Regions from separate parts of the Mus musculus genome. Here region 1 is linked to region 2. Evidence: chromatin contacts called from public targeted proximity ligation data. All regions are on one chromosome and are shown on one strand. The core of a region is the stretch at or near the end of the contact, and the rest is flanking DNA. Distances in the headings are between cores, read along the strand shown. Region 1 has its middle 7.9 kb from the start of Gm41805. Region 2 holds the start of B3gat3 (beta-1,3-glucuronyltransferase 3 (glucuronosyltransferase I)).

Region 1 (3,766 bases), core at 310-2,809, 190 kb after region 2:
CAGCAGAGTCCCTGCCAGCTTAAGGGAAGGGTCAAAATAGTCCATGTTAACTTCTGAGGCCACAGAGCAGTGGCTTATTTAGTTATTTGTTTGTCTATATAGACGCGATTCTTACTCTGTACTTGAGGATGGCCTGAGCCTCCCTGCCTCAGCCTTCTGAGTTCTGGACCACACTACACAGCCAGCGGCCCATGGTAAAGATGCAGGCTGATAACCTTGAAGCATGGAAGGGGATTGGAAAACAAAGGGTGGTCTGGTTGGTGTGGTTTGGGATGATAATATATAATAATGACTAACACATGCTGCGTGGTATCTAGGGATTTCCCATGCAGTAAGTAATTGGCCATTACAGCACTGGAGAGGGTACTACCAGTCTTCGGTCTTTCAGAGTGAGGATCCTGGGAGGTCTAGTGACAGACCGGCTGAGAAGCACAGATTCCAAGAAAGAAGGTGGGGTTTCCTCATTCCTCAGGCTGCTTCTCTGAGGCTTGGACACAGCTGCCTCCCATGTGACTCCCAGGAAGCCTTGAAACAGAGGTGGACTCAGAAGCTGGCTTGTGTGTGGTGCAGCCTCAGAGCCCTAACAGCACTAAAGGGTCTGAAGGTCTGGTCCCGTGTGTGCCAGGCCTCTGAGCTAGGCAGCTCTCCTGAGGCTGACTGCACAGTGTTCTGAGAATTGCCCTGGTGAGGCGCAGGATGTCTGCTGAGTGTTAGAGCGGCTGGGTTGTTTTGCACTGGCCCCTTCCCTGGCATGGACGTCCCTGTGGAGGCTGGGGCTGGGGCTGGGGCTGGCCATGTGGGGAGGTGGTAGAGCAATAGCCATGGTGGTTATAGATAGGAACCAGGGCTGACATCACTTTTGTCAAACACAGTGAAGCCCTTGCCAGGGGTCCACTGAAAAGTTGGTCAGGACATGGGTCTATTCCTCTGCAAGTTTGAAAGCAGAGGAACTGCCCCCACAGGCCAAGCAGCCAGTTTCTGCAGCACATTTTCAAGTTCCAACTCTGTTGGGAACCTGGAGGCAGAGATGGGGGCAGGAAGAGGTGGCTTTACCCAAGTGACAGTGCCCCACCCAAGGTCCCGACCCTTTCTGGGTAGAACAACAAATATGTTGAGAGCAGACAGCAAATATGTTGGAATTTGTACTACCACAGGGACAGGGTGGGAAAGGGCTTGGGAAAGTAGCACACGTTTTAGTCATGAGGCATCTGTGGTGTGATATCTGCATGATCTATGTTAGAGATAAAGATGAAATGGCCAGGACTGGGGAGGCTCAGGACAGACAGGCTGGATCAGGATGAAGTCAGCCCAAAGGTATGTGGGGCCCACACCTCACTCAGTGGGTGCAGAGGAGGGGCCTGGACAAGCCCGGAGGAAGGAAAACTTGGCCCTCTTCTTTCTTGCTTTTAAGATTAAATACTTGGTTTCTGACTGGAAGGCCGGGGGTTCAGAAGTTCCAGTCCCTGGGGATCTGCATGGGGCAGGGAGTGCTAGGCTGTACTGGAAGGTCAGCAGAACCACAGATCCTTAGCCCAAGGTAAATACTCTTGGGTTTGCAGTGAGAGGTGTACAGCTGCACTGGTTTGTAAACACTTCTGAAAATGCCCTTTGACTTTGATACACTGGGGTGGCCTGGCTATTGTGTTGGGAAGAGGGGGGCCCTGGGAAAGGTTGGAGGTAAGAGGAGTTAGGAAGAACAACAAACAGACCCTTTGTAGGAGGGGAAGTGACCTGGGCAGGAAGGGGGTGGGCAAGCCCTTTCCTGTGAGCAGCACAGGGTGAACCTAGTCTCACCTGCTCTTCTCACCCTAGCCAAACTCTGGGTGGGGCCTGTGCTTTGGCACAGCCCATAGTTCCCTGTCCAGTCTTCTGCCTAGGGCCCATGTCATGGCCCAGTGTTGCTCAGGTTTAGGTCACGGTCCAGAAATGCTCAGGAGCTGGCATGTCTATTGGCAATAGTCTACTTGGCACACAGCCAGCAAGTATCCCTGGGCTGTGGTCTTCAGTCACGAATCTCTCCCAACCATCTGAGGAACCTGACCAGTGGAGAAAGTATCACACCACGGGCACAGGATTCTATACACGTCTGTCACCCTAGAAAAGAAAGGTGGTGAAAATAGATAGCCCCATTGTAAGGAAAGATGGGCATAGTTGAATGAGGACAGAATATTATATGACAGTTTACTGACATGGAAAGGTAGAGAATATTGACTAAGAGAGTTTCATGGGGCTGGAAAGATGGCTCAGTGGTTAAGAGCACAGGCTTCTCTTGCAGAAAATCTGGGTTCAGTTTCCAGGGCCCCTCCAAAATGGTGTAACTAAAATTCTTTTCTGACTCATGTGGGCAGCAGGCACATGTGATGTGAATACATACACACTTGCAAACCATTCAAACACATACAAGTTTTAAAAAGTTACACACACACACACACACACACACACACACACTTTAGCATGTCTGGTCTCATTTTGGGAGAACTGTAGGATAAGTGTGTAGGTCGATGCTGAGGACCCTTCCCTATTACTTTCCATCTTGATTTTTGAGGCAGGGTCTCTCATTGAACACAGAGATTGACATTTTGGCTAGACTGGTTGCCAGAGGCCCTTGGGACCTTTTTTGTTTCTGCTTCCCAGGTTTGGCATTACATGTCTGTAACACAACCCATGGATTTTTTTTACACAGGTGCCGGAGAGATAAGAACTCAGGACTTCTTGCTTGAACATCAAGCTTTTCCCCTCTGAGCCATTTTTCAAGCAGCTACTTTGTTGCAGGTCATTTTTCTCTTAAAAATACTTAATGAAAGACTGCTGACCTTTGAGAATCCAGGACCTGTCCCCTTCTGGCATGTAGGTATACATGCAGACAGAGCACTCCTTATATTAAAAGAAAAATAATTAAAAATCCTTCCAGAGGTCCTGAGTTCAATTCTCAGCAACCAGATAGTGGTGGCCTATGACCATCTATAAAGGGAGCCGATGCCCTCTTCTGGCATGTAGATATGCAGGCAGACAGATCACCCTGCATAAAAAAAAAGCATTGGGGACCTGCCCTAGGTACTAAGTGGTGACTATTGAGCCTTCTAGGATGAGAAGACTCAAACTATTGTTTTTATTTGACAGGGTCTCATATAGCCCAGGCTGGCCTCAAACTCCTTATATGGCTGAGGTCACCCCTGAAACTCCAGAGCCTCCTGCTTTACCAAGTGCTGGGAATATAGCTGTGTGTCATTGTACCTGCCTCCAACCTCTTTTCTTCTTGGCACCAAATTATAACCTCAGAACCCAAGTTCCTGAGTTCTGTATAGAATCTACAAAGTGCCGGTAAGAGCATAGTAGATGTTAAATCTGAGATGATGTTAAGTTCTCATCCACACTTGTTTTATTTATCAATCTAATCATGTTACTTTCTAGACTCTGTACAGAAGTCAGGAGCTTTGGTTCTGAAAACCCAATTTCATTTTAATATTGGGTTGATGAAAAGCAGAATTTGAAGGATAAAGTTATTAGGATATGTTGGTTTTCCCAACCTCTGACCCAGAATGCTTTTGGGCTGCCCCTAGATCTGGATGACATCTGGCTGGGGGCCACAGGACTTGTGAATGGGGAAGTTGACATAAACACATTTAACATGCCCCGAGGGACTCTCTTTAGCTCCACACTCCCACCCCTGCCAAAGGTCTGGATGCCTGAGTTTTCTTTTCACATTTCTGACTCCTTGGGACACAGAACTCACTATGGCTCAACTCTCCCTGGATGTCTGAATGTG
Region 2 (3,684 bases), core at 1,039-3,538:
AAAATTGGTTTGCAATGCTGGGAATTTGACCTATGGTCATGCCCTATATCAGCATTTAAAAAATCCTCCCATTGTTATGTTGAACTTGCTAGCAAAGAGCTGGAGTCTGATAGATTGCCTGAGTTGGGAGTCCAAAGCCATTCTAGACCACAGACCCTTTCAGATAAGGATTAAAAAAAAAAACAAAAACAAAAACAAAAAACCTTTCTGGGAATGGTGGAATAGTTCAAGGACATCCTGAGATCCTGAGACTTTTAAGTTGAAGGCTATTCTGGACTAAGTCTCAAAACTATTGTTGGGAAGATTGGAGAAAGGACAAGTAGTGGATACTTGGTTACAGGAAAAAAAGTTCTGAAATTTTGTTTTGTATGATAGGGTGACTAGATAATTCCTAAATGGTTTTTACAGAGCTAAATGAAAGGAGTTTTAAATGTTTTTATTATGATGTAACATTGAAACAGAAACATAGTTACTGGTAGGAACATAGTATTTTCTTTTGTGAGTTTTTTTTTATTGAATATATGTTGAAACTATTTATTGTTCAGCAAAGAGAAACAGTTTGTGTAATAGGACAGGGTTCCAGGTAGCCTAGGCTGACTATATTTCTTTTCTCCCTTTCCCTTTCTTCCTTTCTTTCTTTCTTTCTTTCTTTCTTTCTTTCTTTCTTTCTTTCTTTCTTTCTTTCTTTCTTCCTTTCTTCCTTTCTTCCTTTCTTCCTTTCTTCCTTTCTTCCTTTCTTCCTTTCTTCCTTTCTTCCTTTCTTCCTTTCTTTCTTTTTTGAGACAGGGTTTCTCTGTATAGCTCTGGCTGTCCTGGAACTCACTCTGTAGACCAAGCTAGAACTCTGAAATCTACCTGCCTCTGCCTCCCAAGTGCTGAGATTAAAGGCGTGTGCCACCATTGCCATGCTGACCATCTTGAGATATAGTGGAGTTTACCTCCACTTTCAATGTTGTCCAGGAATTGCGGACATGTACCACTACCCCAGGTTTTTTTGGTGATAGAAACTAGTGCACATGCTGGCCAGTGGTGGTGTATGCCCCTTAAATCCCAGCAGAGGTAGACAGATCTCTTGAGTTTGCCTAGCTAGCAAAGTGAGTTCCAGAACAGTCAGGGTGGTTAAATAGAGAAACTGAAACCTTGTTTTGGGCGGGGATGGGGGTTTGGGGGTAGGGGTGGGACAAAGAAAAACTGCATATTAGACAAGCTACTTCCTGGACTAAATATGTAAATTGTTACATATCCGTGAATAAAGTATCATTGTTGTAGTGTAGACTTGGTACCCACTTTTAGCTCTGTAGTCACTTGCTGAAGAGAGGTGACCCTGAAGAAACTACAGCTCGTGGAGCGGAAAATCTAGAAGGAACTTTTAAAAATTGTCCCATGGTAATGACATAATTTTGGCCTAAAATTGGAAGGCTGATGAGATGGTTCAACAGTTAGAGCACCAAACCTGAGGTCCCAAGGCTAAAACTCCAAAGTCCTCTGGTCCTCACGAACATGTGTAACTGTTTTCAAATCCTATTTTTAATGATGATTCTTAAACACTTTAACCTCCCTTGTAGTCCACCACCCACCAGAGGTTGTGGAAAATGAAAGATACGGGGGATGTGGACATGTTTAGAAAGATTCTTTGGAGTAGCTTTTGTCTGTTGTCTGGAAATCTGCAGTTCACTTCACAGGCTAGCAGTGGCAGCTTGATCCACTCAGACATTTCATGAATCTATCAGCAGTTCAGTTCGGTAGAGTAGGGATAGCGAACACGAAGCAGCGGTGGCACAACCTAACAGACAACCAGGACAATCAGCACAAAGCAGGAGGGACCAGCAGGAATGCCATTAGAAAACATTTACATCACAACTCCTAACGGCAAAATTACAGTTTTGAAGTAGCAACAAAATGAATTTTATGATGGGGAGGATGCCAAATCATGAGGAACTGTATTAGAGGGTCCCAGTATTAGGAAGATTGAGAATCACTGGAAACGACCTAGCCAAGCACCTGGTGCGTTTTAGATTTCACTCATTGGTTGAACAAGTAATGAACAACCGTTTCTTTAAGCAGCCAATGCTGAGGCTGAAGGATGGTTGAGTGAGTCTAGAAAACTCAGTGACAAGGGTGGAGCTTGTGCTCAATTGGGAGCTTCAAGATGATTATAGAGCTAGGCCACACAAGCTCTTGGTCAGCCTGCCACGACCGCTTGACCCAGCGGATATAGCGTCAACGCCCTGAATGGCCTACCAGGAGGCGGGACCGGAAGCTGCCTGTGGGAGGGACGCCACTAGCCGGAAGTGGTCCCAGGTGTCGCTCAGAGTCCCGCGTTCCCGGGAACTAGTAAGGGAGCCTGGGGAAGGCGGGGCGCGGCCCGGGCGGCCGGGGCGGGGCCGGCGGGAGGGCGGAGGGCCGGGCGGACCTGTCCCTGCCGGTCCCGGTGGACCCCGCCTGCCCCGGTGGCACCGGCCATGAAGCTGAAGCTGAAGAACGTGTTTCTTGCCTACTTCCTGGTGTCGATCGCCGGCCTCCTCTACGCTCTGGTGCAGCTCGGTGAGCGGGGCGGGGCGGGGCGGTGTGCGGAGGGCCGGCCCAAGGCGCTGGGGATGAGACCCGCAGACAGCGGCTTCCCGCTCGCTCAGCCCTCGGGACAGCCCTCGGTGACCCCTTGTGTAGAACTCTCGGCAGTCTGCAACTCCGCGGATACCGGTCAAGCCCCAAATGACCCCGCCGCCGCCAAGCAACCTATTTTCCACCCTCCCCTTGCTCTGCCTCTCAGACCGGCTTGCTGATAGGTTTTTGAGAACCCCCTGGTTCATTGTCCCCTCCAGCTTTTGACCAGCTGTGCTCTCCCCACCTCCAGGCCATCTATTTCTCATCCTGGTTTTAGGCCAGATGTCACATCAGGACTTCCCTGACCACCTTAGCTCAAGTAACCCTTATTAGTCTTGATCTCTTTTAATTTTCTAAGTGGCCCATATCACAATTTGTAATGACTTTATTAGTGTCTACCTCTTCCACTAAAGTAGCTAGGGAGTAGGGACTGCCCCCCCCTTTTATTCAATAAATATTTGTCGTGTAATGGAATCTGTGAACTTACTGACAAGTCAGTGGTCACGTGACCACGGAGCGCCTTGAATCCAGCCTTTTATGTGGGAGCTTGGTAAACGCTTTTCAGGTAGTGCCATTACAGGAGAGCCTCTAGTTCAGACTGTTATATTCCTTATGTGTGGAAGGTAAAATTAGGATCAGAAGGTAGAAAGGACAGAAAGGCTGACAGATAATCGTCGAAATGTACTAGTGAAAATAGTGGCAGGGCTGAGGGTGTAGCACAGTGGTAGAACACTCACAAGTGTAAGGCCCTGGGTTGGAGCCCCAGCAAAGAAAAATAGAGTGACAGATGGAACTGGTTAAAATTGAAGAGTTGAATGTTGTGGCACACCGTTTGGGAAACAGGTCAGTGGGTTAAAGGTCTGAGGTCAGTCAGCTTGGAGCCATTATAGCAAGACCTACCTTAAAACAGTAACACAGTAACAGTGAAAGGTGAAGAGTCTCTGACACCATTCTAAAAAAAAAAAAAAAAGCAAGTTACAAGGGAATTTCTGTATTGGCTAGGAATTAAAAAGAATTGGCCTGGGTTTTTGAACTACTTACTATCCTGTGGTTCTCTGTCACAACTTGCTCACCCTGTTG

What was found.
Region 1: a contact with region 2 is called in a targeted proximity ligation map of pancreatic cancer cells. A contact is called at or near these places in 11 of 39 promoter capture datasets (the C10 cell line, embryonic stem cells, frontonasal cranial neural crest and 6 more), 19 of 484 Hi-C or Micro-C datasets (the N1E-115 cell line, bone marrow-derived dendritic cells, bone marrow-derived macrophages and 7 more), 21 of 130 datasets of targeted methods (the 230-238 cell line, the HPC-7 cell line, the NIH/3T3 cell line and 13 more) and 4 of 9 other capture datasets (adipose tissue, embryonic stem cells, liver and 1 more).

Annotation. Positions count from the first base shown.
Region 1 is chr19:9,105,757-9,109,522 of GRCm38.p6, forward strand. No RefSeq gene overlaps it. Among named protein-coding and RNA genes, the nearest start is that of Gm41805, 7.9 kb to the left of the region's middle.
Region 2 is chr19:8,918,105-8,921,788 of GRCm38.p6, forward strand. It overlaps B3gat3 (beta-1,3-glucuronyltransferase 3 (glucuronosyltransferase I)), which reads left to right and starts at 2,289. Exons shown (of 5, transcript NM_024256.2): 1 at 2,289-2,544. The coding sequence starts at 2,463. It overlaps Gm36629 (a long non-coding RNA gene), which reads right to left. Exons shown (of 3, transcript XR_003952913.1): 1 at 3,646-3,684; 2 at 3,505-3,556; 3 at 495-3,213.